Regions from separate parts of the Zea mays genome. Here all the other regions are linked to region 3. The links are chromatin contacts, called in public Hi-C maps. All regions are on one chromosome and are shown on one strand. Each heading gives the region's core, a stretch centred on a gene start, on an enhancer-like site or on the middle of the called end of the contact. The rest is flanking DNA. Distances are from core to core; before and after follow the strand shown. Region 1 holds the start of LOC100280828 (heat shock factor protein HSF30). Region 2 holds the start of LOC103651236. Region 3 holds the start of LOC100273184 (BURP domain protein RD22).

Region 1 (4,596 bases), core at 1,506-4,005, 180 kb after region 3:
CAACCGTTCATAGGTGGCACATATGGTACTCAACATATCCTAAAAGCACTAAAAAGTAAACAAATGATTTCAAGAAGGGCATGGTGTGTGATGTCACCTGGGCATGATGCGGCTTCGTAACCAGAGTATGAAACGCTAGGCGCGTTGGTGGCTGGAAACAGAGTATTGTGCCTTGTGAGACAGAAGCAACAGCGGAGTCAGGATCTCTCTAACTATAGGACCCGATATAACACTAAAAACGATGTATGAACCTTTAAACAACAAAAGCTATCTCTTTCGACATCAGTCACAGCTAACTATACTGGCTGGTATATAGACCTTTAGAGGCTATTCGGCTCAAGAGTATCCAGCGGGATATGATACTTGTTATGCTTTAGGGCTAGTTTGTCAACCTTTTTTTTCTATGAGATTTCTATTTTTCACGAGAAATTAGTTTATTTTTCTATAGTAAAATTGAAATATCTTAGAAAAATGGAATTATCAAACTAGTCCTTAGATAATTTAAAACAGACGTGAATTCGTTTGGACGCATGTATGTTCACTTCAATCCATATGCATTGTAGTGGTTTTATGAAGTTTTTTAGTTTAAGTTCTATATCAATCAACTTCAACTCAAGAGGTTGGTGACCATGGATTTTAATAAGCCGGTATAGGACGGACAGATTCCTGGAGCCTGGTTAAGGTATGGATGGAGGGATTTGTTCCTTTCCCGTTGTACCAATCGGTACCTTTGTTTTCCTTTAGGCCCCGTTTGTTTCCTTTCATTTCGAGGAATTGGAATCTTACTAATGGAATAGGCTATTTTTTTAGAATGTGACATTCCACCACATTCCAAAGTTATCATATAAGCCTACCTCAAATTCATGGGGTGAGAGATGAAAATGGATTTTATAGATTTACATGCTATTTTTCCGATGTACAACTTATAGCATATTCTTCTACTTGCGTCTCTATAACATAAATGTAGTATATAACTATCTCTCTCATATAATTTAAGATAATGTACAAACATATTACATATATAAATATATAAACTTAATTAGTTTTGTCTAAATTATAATTATTAAAATGGAATTTAATTCTAACGAAACAAACGGGCCCTTATGAAATTCGGTGCCTTTCTCCCCACCCCTCGCTTCTGATACTACTCTCACATCTACTGTACAAGTGCAACCACCGGTATGCCGGAGTCTCTAAATGCAGGCTGCAATATAAAGTAGGTGGGGGTATCTTTCCCCAAATTGGTCGACAAAGAAGACAGTCATTCTAAAATGCTTGTAGAAAAGACCTGGGATATGATTGTAAAATGCTTGTAGTAAAGATTGAATAAAGAGCAGTGAGAGAACATGTAGTTTTAAAAGCTTCCAGCTGCTGGCGTAGTAAACATAGAGATGATTCTTTTCAGACTTTTAACTATTTAGCCGAAGAGGAACCGTTGTCACGAAGACACACGAACACCGCAAAGAGCGCTGCCAAACGCTCGCCACGCTTAAAAACTTTTCTTCAGGCACTGTTACTTACTAAAATAGTACTGTTTTCGTTATTTTTTTATTAATCACGTTTAAATTTAAAAATGAACTTATTTTTTATTTGTCGCGTTTAAATTTAAAAATGAAGCCGACGGTAAAACGGAAGGCAGTAACTGCTGAAACCGAGGCAAAGCTATAATACAGTGCAAGTCATATATACACCAGTCCCTATCTACCCTAGTAGAACACTTGGCCGAGAACAGAGAACGGAAACGGCACGGCGCCCCCGCCCCTGCTGTGCGCCAGGTCCACGGCTTCAGCCCCGATCCGCCGCCTCTTGGCCGGCTGCGCCTCCGACCCCTTGTCGATCAGGGCCAGCTCCTCCTCCTTGGCGAGCATGGCGCGCAGCACGAGGCCCGGGTCGTCGGCGAGCTTGGCGAGGAACGCCATCATCTGGGCCGGCCGGCTCTCGGCGGCGCGCAGGCGGCGGTCCATGGCCCGCAGCTCGTCCTCCACCCCGCGCTGCTGCTCCCGCAGGCGCTGCACGGCCCGGATGGTCCCGCGCACCTCCTCCCCGGCCTCGCACAGCTCCCGGCCGCCGCCGCCGGCGCCGGCGCCCGCCTTCTTCCTCTTGCGCACGACCAGCGGCAGCAGGCGCGCCTGGCCCCGCAGGAACGACTCGTGCGCGAACTCCCACCGGTCCGTGTCCACCTTCCTGAACCCCTGTTAAAAAAATAACGGTACGCATGCGTGCCGAGAGCTGTTACTCACACGAGGAGGAGTGGTAGCTGAGTCCTGAGTGAGCGCTGAGCGGACAGCGGAGCGGGGGCAGAGGAGCTGAGGAGGTAGCGCGCATATCACTCACGTAGGTGTTGAGCTGCCGGACGAAGCTGGCGAAGTTGCGGTGCTTGAAGTAGGAGGGCAGCAGGTAGTCGGAGAAGGTGGCCGGGTCGAGGACGTGGAAGGTGTTGCTGGCGCCACCCCAGCGCACGACGGCGTCCGTGGCCGGGTCGCTCACCATGTGGAACGTCTTGGCCACGAACGGTGCGACGGCGGCGCCAGCCTGCTCCTGCTCCTGCTGCGGGCTGGTGGCGACGCCGACGCCGTAGCCCTTGCACTCGCTGCCCATGGCTCTTAGCTTGCTCGATAATACACACAACAACGTAAGGATCCCGATCCCCCAGTTCCCGTTCCGTTCCCTGTGGAGCGCTCACGGCGAAGAACCGGATAAGGAAGCAGCAGCTCGCTTTGCTTTCTCTCGCTGTCCTGTTCGTTCGGTGCCTGTGTGTGTGGTGGCCGTGTGGTTTGCCTTCTTTTATTCGTCTCCTTCGTCGGTGGTTCGGGGGTGGGGGCGAGTCCTACTCCTACGTGTCCTCAGATATTTCTGTCCGGGGCGGTAAAGCGCCTGCCACCGCCTATATATCTATCTCCTCAGGTCGTGGTACGGGCCGAGGAGCGCGGACTCGGCGGCAACAAATGGAACCATATGATTCGCGAGGCGATGTGGCGCTGGTGTTGTGCCGGATTTTGGGAGGATTCGATGCTTGTCGCTTAGGGGCCACGTGTGAGCGGCACAGGCATAAAGTGTCGCGCTGTCCCCTCCCCTGGGTCATGGGCTCATAGCAAGTCAGTTTTTCTTCACAGGCGTTGCGCTTTTCTTTCCTAATATATATATCTATCTAGTCTGCTGTGCCCTTTTTTTAGCGGGATATGGATGATATCGGCGATCTTAGGACGACGTGACAGCGCATCGACGAACAGTGTTTCGAATGACATACGCAGAAGGCAATCTTTGAGCGGGACAAGAGTTTTGTGCTTCTTGTAAATCTGGGAGAGACTGCTGGGCTCGGTCACTCTGCTCTTCACGCGCGGAGAGCACAGCCAGCTCACCACCCCTTTATTAGTAACTATAAGGCTGCCCGCACTCGTGAACGCCAAACGGGACGCTACCCCTGTTTAGCGTACAGTTCGCGTGCAGTGGGTAGCGCTAAATGGAACTGAACGATAGTGTGCGGGCTTCGGGACGGTACGGCGAGCGTCGTACGGCGTGGCGCTCTATACTCTCTCTCCTCCCGCACCAACGGCGTGGTTGAATTAAATATATGATAGTTGATATAGAGTATGGATATAGAGTAATATGAGTGCGGAGGATTATGGTATAGAGTAAAGAATTTTTCTGATCAGGACAGAATATTCTTTTTAGGGTAGAAATTTAGAGTAGTATGAGTGCGGATAGCCTAAGGACCTCCGGAAACTGAACGGCCAAGTGATCAACTGAGGCGGACAGGCGGTGAAAGGAAGAGGTGGGAGAAGGGCGGTCTGGCACGCGTTATCGAAAGAAATGTGTGCATCATGCTCATGGCCAACGCAGATATGCAGCAGCTTGAGGTGCAGGGTAGGTGTGGATGTGCCCGCGCAGTGCAAGCCAACCGCCTGACTCCATTTGGGGTCGGCGTGGACAGCTAGCAACACGCGCGGTGACGGACAGGGCCAAGCCGAGCCGATAGCGAGGGCTCCGCGCGCACGTCATCGCCTGCGTCCACGTCGCAACCAAGCGCCCAATCGCGTTCATGTAAATAAATAAATAAATAGTTCGAATTTGAACGCCCCAAAAAAATTGAGCATATATACAGTGGCAAACCGAGCCCACGTTGTTGCCTGATTCAAGCGCAGCTGCCCCTCCGGAAAACTTTGCGGCGAAAATAGTGGAGTCAGACAGCGTCAAATTGAGCTCGCGATACGCCTTGGATCGAGCTCCTGCCTCTCAGATCGAGACTTTGCTGGCACCTTGGTTGGCGAACTAGCTAGAGGGATAAACGGCATGTACATGGAACCATACAGTTGAGTTATGGCAAGACTTGCTAGGATTTTCCAGGAAAGGCCACATGAGATGGGCGGGCGAGGAAAACTCTGTTTGGTTGGCGACTAACTGTGTCATACTTTGACTAAGGTTAGTCGTTCGAATTGAAGAACTAATCTTAGATAGAAAAGTTAGGCAAAGTGTGGCAAGTTAGGTAGTAAACCAAACAGGCCTTTATGAACCAAGTCTGCACAATATATCGTGGACAGGCCTGCTTGTTTGGTTCAGATTAGCAAGAGATTATATGCCCATAAATCTCCTCGATCT
Region 2 (4,641 bases), core at 1,195-3,694, 230 kb after region 3:
AGGCTGTGCAGGTCGATGGCGACGTGCAAATCTGGAATCCCCAACCGCGTCGAAGCGGGACGGCTGCTTGGTTGGTGGCTTGGTGCGATGCGGCTCGCCAACCGTCACACACGGATGGGACGTGGTCACCAACCGCGCCGAGTCGCCAACCAACGCACGCGCACATGGCTGCTCTCGCCTGCTCCTCCCAAGTCCGAACGGCTCGAGCCGAGTGTTTTGCCGAAACTACCACAAGGCAACGTCCCCAGACTACCAGAACACGCACGCACGACGGGAAGTCTTCCAGTTCCAGGCCCTGTCGTAGGAGGAGACTACGTGCATTTCCGGTAATGGCTGCGTGATACGCCAGGGTTGCCACTTTAAACACTTGCTGCTAACTTGCCGGACTAGTACTCGACGTTCTTCTACCTCCTTCGTGGAAGCAGAGTGGGACAAAAGTACAGAGCATGTTCTAAGTTGTCAACAAATAAATTACTCGAGTATACTCCGTTTCTTTGCCAGTGATACCGCATGCGCTTGGGATTCTGAATCATTTTGTCATGGACAGACAACCTTTTTTTTTCTTTGTTTATTCAAGAGTTGGCCAACGCGGCGATCGATTGGAATGAAAGGCGGAGTCAAATCCCGGGACCGAGCTTGTCAGAAAAGAGATCTGTCTGTCAGAGTCTAATAGATCATACTACAGAACATAGCTAATCCAAAACTGTATCTACTAGTACTAGTGCTATGCCATGTCATGCCATGGAACAAATAAAACGTGACGACCATTCGCAGAATGCACCGAGCTCCACATAGTACCTTTTTGCCGCATACGGCATACCTCATTATACACAAAAAAGGAGGGGGAAATGTGTAATATACATTAGTACTAAGTACTGAGACTGCAGAGACAAGGACAACAAAAAGGAGGCAATATGTACACAACAGGGCAGCCAAGCTCACAAAATTAACATTAACGAGACTAAGGGAGATTACCATCAGAGGGACAGGGACTAGGGAACAGAGTCTGCATTACGCAGCGGTTAGCAGGCACGTACGCACACAGCAACGCACATGCTCAATTCTATCGCCACTACGTACTTGCGTCTGACAAGGTTAATGCTATCAACATCACGGCGCCGCCTGCCGATCGCTGCTGACGAAGCTCACGGAAAGAGCGTCTCCCGCACGTCGGCGAAAGCCGCGAGGATCGCCGGGTAGTGCCGCGGCGAGTTGAGCACGAGGTACGTCTCCAGCAGCCGCTCCGCGCTGTGCTCGCCTTCGTCGTCGCCGCCGCCTCCGGCCCCGCCAGCGGGCCACTCTGCGATCATCTCCTGCATGGACTTGCGGAAGTCCTCGTACGGGTCGGCCGACCGCTTGACCACCGCGAACCCGCCGTCCGTCGCCGACGAGCCGCGCGGGAGCTCGAAGCTGTACCGGCAGCTCTGCGACGCGCCGCGGCGCGGGGGCGCCGGCGCCGGCGCCAGCGCCAGCGCGCGGCACGGGCCCGAGACGGACGCGCGCCCCCTGCTGGCGCTGGCGTTCCGGCGCGGGCAGCTGTAGAAGTCGGACGAGTCGGACGACAAGCTCCGCGACGAGAAGAGGTTCCTCGAGTCCTCGTCGTACTCGTCGTCGGACGACGAGCTGCTGGCCAGGCGGCGCGACGACGGCCGGCGCGAGGAGCCCCGCCCCTGCTTCCACCTCGCCAGCGGCGGCAGCGGCGGCAGGCGCGCCACGGACGGCGAGGACGGCGGGCACTTGCGGCCCTCCCACTCGCCGCCGGACTCGTGCGGCAACAGCCCGGGCCCCGCGGCCGTGGACCGCCGGTCCGCCCTCCTGCCGGCGGCGTCGAGGGAGAGGAGGAGGGACGGGTCCGCCGCGTCGACGGAGCGGCGGCCCGCGCAGTCGATGGTGATGTGAACCAGCGGCGCGGACAGGGACAGGCGGCGGTCGGCGACCCCACCACCACCTCCGGGCTTCTTGCCGCTGCCGAGGCTGGAGTACGACGGGAATGCCAGCGGCGGCGGCGGCTTCGCCTCGTCCTCGCCGTCGCGGCGCTTCCTGCTGCCGCCCCCCGCGCGCCGGGAGAACACCGAGAGCATCGCCGCGAGCCGGTGCTTCAGCTTCTTACGCCCGGCGCCAGCGCCAGCGCCCGACACGGAGTCCTCCATGGCCTCGCGGAGGTGCATGCGCAGATGTGCTCTTGCTTGATTCCGCCGGTTGCCTTGCCTCTGCTTCTGCTCTGAGCGTGCGTGGGCCGTGTGGTCTGGTCTGTGGAGAGAAGGCGCCAAGGCGGGGACGTTCGCGGGAGCGGGTGTTGTGTTGTTGGTCTATCGCATTCGTGCCGAGCTAATGCGGCCTCGCGCGCGCGGCTTTAACCGCCCGTGCCGCGAGCTAGGAACAAAAAAACTGCCAGGTCCGTCCGGCCGCCCAGGCAGACAGAGACATGGCCTGGTGTGGTAGGGGTGGGCAACCCTCGGGTCGTGGCGTGGGCGGTTGGCGCGCTCTCGCTCGCACGTAACGTAAGCGGGGGAGAAGAGATGGCCCGAGACGTGCCGTTACGGCCGTACGGACGGCCACCACGTCGTTCGCGGCCGCCGGATGCCGTATTCGCTGTGTCCCAGATGCTTTTACTATTCTTCCTGGATTTAGGTTACGAACAAGGGATACGTACAAGATTGGTTCGTGCCATGCTAGTGTCGCGTTGTTGTGCCGCGTCGCATTGCATTGCATGGGGATGCCCGATGGGACCGGGGCCGCCTGGCGTGGGGCCGCAGGGGGGGGGCTCCTGAGTCCTGCGCGCCCGCGCTGCGTGTTTTCGCCGGAGTCAGCTCAGCTCAGCCCTCAGCTGGTTGAAAGTAGAGCTTTTCCGTGAAGGGAACAGCAACAGCTACAGCTTTGTGATGGCAGACTGGCTCAAAACAGAACACACTGGAGCAAGGCGGGCCGCAGCACAGTTTGGGCGAAGTAAAGACTAAAGACACGGGAGGAGTAGATCGATCAGTCGGCTGCGCTTTCCGTGCGATCAACTGCCCTTTACTGCAAGGCTGCAACCTGCAACTGCTCCCCCAGCCGCTGTGCATGATGCCGGCGAGTACCGGGCATTGACTACGGCAACTCCACTCTGCACTGTACACCACTGCTGCCACGGCACAGCTGTCTACTATACTTACTACAAATACGTAGCTGAACGACACACCCAGCACAAAAAAAAAGCAACAGCTTGTTAGCGTGCTGTTTCTCCCATGGCATCAGCGCTTGCATTGTTTAGCGGCGAACGCGTGCTTGCTCCAGCTGTGGTTAGGCAGACGACCTGTTCTCTTCTCTTGGATTATACAAGCATCTATCTATCGCGTAGACGGCGCACGGCTTTTTAAGACGTGGCCCTAATAAGGACAAACGTGTGTTTTTTTAGGAGGAAGACATGGGTGTCAGAACTTTAAACTATAGAGGTGTAGGGCAGATGGACTACTGAAAGCCTACTGTTTCACCAGGATCAACAAAATTACAGCCAAGTCTGCCTGGAGTAAAATATTACCAGCATTCTGTCAGTCTCCAGGCGAACCTGTACCGGTCCACTGGCTCCTTTCTCAGGTATATTTTACAAAGGACACTGTGTGATAGAAAGGGATCCCAATAATGTGGCGCTCTCAATACATTCTGTACACCACAAAGCCAGTTCTTAACAGGTCAGGTTCATGCACCTCCTGCCATTTGTATGCTGCAGGGTCCAAGGGAGCATATGATATAGGTGGCAGACAAAAAAGTGAGATTCCCGCTGGTGATTAGCTAACACCAGAATTTATTAATCATTTAACCCCACAGTATACACAAGCCTATAATCAGATGGGAACAAGGGGAAAACGTTGGTTGGGATTGTACGTGTACACAATAGAAATAAAGAAAAAAACCATGATCAGCTGATTTTAGCACCTTGTCCGCATCCCCAGAGTGTTGATTGGGTAATCATGTACAGGGGGCCATATTGGACAGTCAACAGCTCAAAAGGCTGGATTAGTTGGTGCGAACGCCTGATTGCGGAGGCGCCGACTGCTGAATGTCCATGCATCAATGGACGACAGTGCTTTGCATGCTGTTCTAGTTGCTTCGCCCTGGTTTGGTTATCATTGCATCTCAATGCTTGAGCCAATAATTCCTAAGCTGAGACATGTGCAGGAGTATCTCGTCGCGGCCCTGGTTGGTCACGCTGCTCGTCATGATCCAAGGAGGCGCGGCCTCGAAGTATTCGCGGATTAGGCCCTGGAAAGTTTCCACGTTTTCTTCAGGTTTCCTGCCGCCGTTCTTCTTCTTCTTGCGCTTGTCACATTTTGTGAACACAAGGGTCATGGGAACCTGAACAGAACAGGTATAAAACATATACTAAAAACTGAAATGTGCCAGATTTATTGCTCAACAACCGATAAATTCTTCACATGGGTAAACAATAATGCATGCCTGGATGCAGATGTGACGGCAAGCACATTACTAGTTACTAAATCCGACTGTACACAAGTACATCAATTACTGTATGTCAGCTGGTGTCCCCAGGACCAAGGCTCATGCCAACGTTGATAGGTCATCTAAGACTATCTACAGCAACTTACCCATACCCATATTTAAACTTCGCTCTGCGAACTGCGCAGTCTATAGTGCAAAACAGTG
Region 3 (4,408 bases), core at 29-2,528:
AGAGGCGGGCGAGGATCTCGGGCACCTTCTGTGAGGAGAACGGGATGGCCTCGGCCTCGCTCCGCGGGAGGAACTTGGTGCCGGTCGTCCCGGTGCTGGCGAACTGGACGGTCATCTTCTTACCGGGCCGGAGGTCCGTCTCCTGGAAGAAGAGCGCCACGCTGGGGTCGTCGTGCAGCTGCGTCTCCGACGCGGCGTACGTGTAGATGAAAGGGGAGACGTTGACGTGGACGGGCTTCTTTCCCGGGTTCACGTGAACGCCAACCCCGCCCTTGCCAACGCCGACCGTGGTGCCGCCCGGCTTGCCGTGCCCGGGATTGACGCCCACGCCCACGCCGCCTTTGCCAACGCCAACGGTTGTACCGGCACCACCGGCCGGTTTGCCGGGATTGACGTTGACGCCCACTCCGCCCTTGCCGACGCCGACCGTTGTGCCACCGGGCTTGCCGGGGTTGACGTTAACGCCAACGCCACCCTTTCCGACGCCAACGGTGGTGCCGCCGGGCTTTCCGTATCCCGGGTTGACGTTAACGCCGACTCCGCCCTTCCCGACGCCAACCGTCGTGCCGCCGGGCTTGCCGCTCCTGCCAGGGTTAACGTTGACGCCGACGCCGCCCTTGCCTACGTCAACCGTCGTACCCCCGGGCTTACCGTGCCCAGCATCGACGTGAACACCGCCCCAGCCGACGTTGACGGTCGTGCCGCCGCCGGCTGCGAACAAGCAGGGAATTGAAGAGGTGGCGTTGGCACGTATGTTTGTATGATGGGACAGGCACATGCCTATACGAAGTATCTTATCTACTGATGATTTGATGAAGGTCTGGAGCTGTCTGTTGTTATACCTGGAGCGGCGTCGAGGAGTTGGGAGAGGGAGGTCGGCATGGGAGTGTTGGGAAGAGCAGACTTCCAGTACTGATCCGGAGCACGAGCTGCATGGCTTCCTACCGATGCAACCTGCATGCAAACCACAAGAGTTATCCTTGCATCAGAGGTCGTCTACCTTATGTCAATACTAAGGTGTAAAGAATGTTAACATCTCTGAAACTGCTTCCATATACAATAACAATAGAAAAACCATACAAGTAGCAATCATACAACTTCATATATGTTAAGCTGAATCTTTTCAAATCCACATGTAAAGGCTGATGAAGCAAATCATGTGAGAAAAAGGTGCACAAGATGCATGAGCTGCGTGGCAGTGACTGACTGACCAATAGGAAGCCAAGTAGGCCGGCAATGAGCCTCTCCATGGAAGCCAAAGATGGCCAATGAGCGCGAGCTGATAGATGTTCCCAGTGAAAGGAGAGAGCGAGCGATGCAGTTGCAGACGATGGCCGTGCAGCAGGTGGCACTTGCCACTATTTATAACCAAAAGCAGGGAGTAAGTAGATTGGGAGTTGAGAGAATTAATTGGCATGAAAGGAGAGGGATCAATAATTCACCGCTGCTGCTCAGCTCTGAGGTACAGACAGCAGTTGCGGTAATAGAGTGCCACCACCGAACCACGCCGGGATCGGCCGGCTCCAAGGATTGCTCGGCGCTCGGCGGTCAGCAGGCACGTACAGTGGTAGCGGTATGGGCAGTAGAGAGCCGTAGCGAGACAAGACGACCGGGGCGGCCATGGGCCATGGCCCATATGGAACTGTATCGCGGCAACTCAACTGTCCCCCACCTGAGTGACTGGCTGATGCGTTATTGAATGCCCGTCACTGTCCCAAGCCGATGGGCGACGGCACCGGCCCAGCCTGCTCGCGTGCCGCGCGGCGAAGACGGTTGCGCTGGGAAACCACCTGCTAGCGACCGGCGGACAGCAGGTCCGCTGGGGTTCTACGAGCTAAACCAAAATTACTAAGGCAAGAGATCTAGCTTTTTTTTTATAAGAATGCAGTTTCTATTCCAATTTCTAGAAACTGGTTTTAGAAAAAAAACTAATTAATGGTGTTTGAAGCCAATCAATTTTCATAAACTAGTTTTAGCTAGAGCAGACAAGCTTCTTGATTTTTAAGAAACTCGGAATCCAGTTTATATAAACTGACTAAGAGACTGTAATTCAATACAACTAATAGTTAGTTGGTTCAAAAGTTACTAGTAAAATTAGTTGGCTAATAACGGAACTATTAGTTATAGTGTTTGGATGTCTTATACTAATTTTATTAGTAACTATTAGATCTAGTATATTTGAATGGGGCATAAACTTTAATCATTTTATTTTAGTACATGAGATCCAAACATGTCCTAGTCTTCACCGCGCGAACAACCATGAGTAATTAGTCTGGTTAGCCATAGCTGGGTTGAATTCTTTGTATTCAATATTTTCTTCCTAAAAAATCCATGTTTACACTTTTGATGGTCATAAATCCAATTTTACCAAATATTTCAATGTGGTAACCTACTACACCGATGTAATATAGCTCAGTGCAATAGATCATGACACCATACGACGCTGCTGTGGCAATCACTACTTCAGTGTCATAAACCATTACACAAATCTTGACATCATAGATCTTAACTCTAAGATCCCAACCCAGTCGCGTAGTCGTCTTCCTCTCTCTCGTTGCACGCTCTCTCCCCGCGTTTAGCAATTCTTGCCCCCGCCACTACCTCTCATTGTGTCCCCACCACCCACCTCACCTCCCCTTGTACTATTGTTGTTCGATGTTGAAAGGGAAATGTGCCCTCGGGCCATTTCTAAGTATTTTGGTGATTGAGTGCAAACACAAGTGCTTAAATGTGAATCTATGCTCATGGATGAACAAAGTGCAAATCACAAGCAAAGGTATGTTTCTATGTCTTAGTACATTGTTTTTGTGTACTAATATACTTGTCTAAGTATTGGAAACAGGAAGAAAAAGAAAAGGAATGAGGTGGCTGTGTACAGCCAAGGGGCTGTTTCGGTCTGGGGCACCGGACTGTCCGGTGGTGCACCGGACAGTGTCCGGTGCGCCAGGCTGCCTCGGCCGAAGTGGCCGCTCTCGGGAATTTGCTGACGACGTACGGCTAAAATTCACCGGACTGTCCGGTGTGCACCGGACTGTCCGGTGAGCCAACGGTCGGCTAGGGCCAACGGTCGGCCGCGGATTCCGCGCGCGACACGTGGCCAAGCCAACGGTCGGAAGGGGGCACCGGACTGTCCGGTGCGCCAACGGCTCCCAGATCTGCAACGGTCGACTGCGCTGTTTAAGGAAGAAAATCGGGCACCGGACAGTGTCCGGTGTGCACCGGACTGTCCGGTGCGCCCGACGACAGAAGGCAAAGATGGCCTTCCAGATTTGTTCTCAACGGCTCCTAGCTGCCTTGGGGCTATAAAAGGGACCCCTAGGCGCATGGAGGAGACAACCAAGCAACCTTTGAGCATACTTGATCATCCACACTCAGTCTTTGCGCATCCGTTTGTGATTCTAAGTGATTCGAGCTCTGTTCTTGTGAGAAACTGTGAGATAGTCTTTGAGCTTGATTCTTGGCCGTGTGTGTGCGCATTTCGCTGTGGATTTGTGTGTGTTGCTTCCCTCCCTTACTCCGTGCTTCTTTGTGAAATTCAAATTGTAAGGGCGAGAGACTCCAAGTTGTGGAGATTCCTCGCAATCGGGATTGAGAAAAGAAAAGCAAGAACACCGTGGTATTCAAGTTGATCATTGGATCACTTGAGAGGAGTTGAGTGCAACTCTCGTCCATTGGGACGCCACAACGTGGAGTAGGCAAGTTTTTGTACTTGGCCGAACCACGGGATAACCACCGTGTCATCTCTGTGATTGATCTCTTGTGGTTATTGTGTTTTGACTCCTCTCTAGCCACTTGGCCATACTTGTGCTAACACTTAACAAGTTTTTTGTGGCTTAAGTTTTGAAATTGACAGGATCACCTATTCACCCCCCCTCTAGGTGCTCTCAATTGGTATCAGAGCCGTTCTCTTCAAGAAAGGGACTAACCGCCCGAAGAGATGGATCCTAAGGGGAAGGGAATCGTGATCAACGACAAAGAAAAGGAGTCCTTCGTCAACGAGCCAAAAGATGATAAATCCAACGACTCTGGCTCGGGCCACAGACGTAAAGATGGGAAGAAGAAGAAGACCAGGCGCATCAAGGAGATCGTCTACTACGACAGCGACGAATCCTCTTCTTCCCAAAAGGACGACGACAACGACTACAGGAAGACGGTCAATTCGAACTTTTCATTTGATTATTCTCGTATTCCACATAGTTCGAATTCGCATTTGCTTTCCATTCCTCTCGGCAAACCTCCACACTTTGATGGGGAGGACTACGGATTTTGGAGTCACAAAATGCGTAGTCACTTATTCTCTCTTCATCCAAGCATATGGGAGATTGTAGAGAACGGAATGAAATTTGATAGCTCGGATAGTCCTATGCTTATAAATGAACAAATCCATAGAAATGCACAAGCTACTACT

Evidence for each region. A called contact is a pair of places that touch in the nucleus more often than the background predicts.
Region 1: a Hi-C map of leaf shows a contact between it and region 3, with 7 times the contacts expected there. The contact joins the promoter of LOC100280828 here to the promoter of LOC100273184 in region 3. A contact is called at or near these places in 17 of 25 Hi-C or Micro-C datasets (bundle sheath, ear, endosperm and 5 more).
Region 2: a contact with region 3 is called in a Hi-C map of seedling, with 10 times the contacts expected there. The contact joins the promoter of LOC103651236 here to the promoter of LOC100273184 in region 3. A contact is called at or near these places in 4 of 25 Hi-C or Micro-C datasets (ear, leaf, seedling and 1 more).

The regions. Positions count from the first base shown.
Region 1 is chr3:205,838,595-205,843,190 of Zm-B73-REFERENCE-NAM-5.0, forward strand. LOC100280828 (heat shock factor protein HSF30) reads right to left here and starts at 2,756. Exons shown (of 2, transcript NM_001367142.1): 1 at 2,335-2,756; 2 at 1,625-2,192. The coding sequence starts at 2,598. The coding sequence ends at 1,707.
Region 2 is chr3:205,887,326-205,891,966 of Zm-B73-REFERENCE-NAM-5.0, forward strand. It overlaps LOC103651236, which reads right to left and starts at 2,445. Exons shown (of 1, transcript XM_008676854.4): 1 at 787-2,445. The coding sequence starts at 2,168. The coding sequence ends at 1,146. LOC100272283 reads right to left here. Exons shown (of 5, transcript NM_001146770.1): 5 at 3,767-4,332. The coding sequence ends at 4,114.
Region 3 is chr3:205,662,812-205,667,219 of Zm-B73-REFERENCE-NAM-5.0, forward strand. It overlaps LOC100273184 (BURP domain protein RD22), which reads right to left and starts at 1,279. Exons shown (of 3, transcript NM_001147629.1): 1 at 1,212-1,279; 2 at 843-954; 3 at 1-711. The coding sequence starts at 1,250.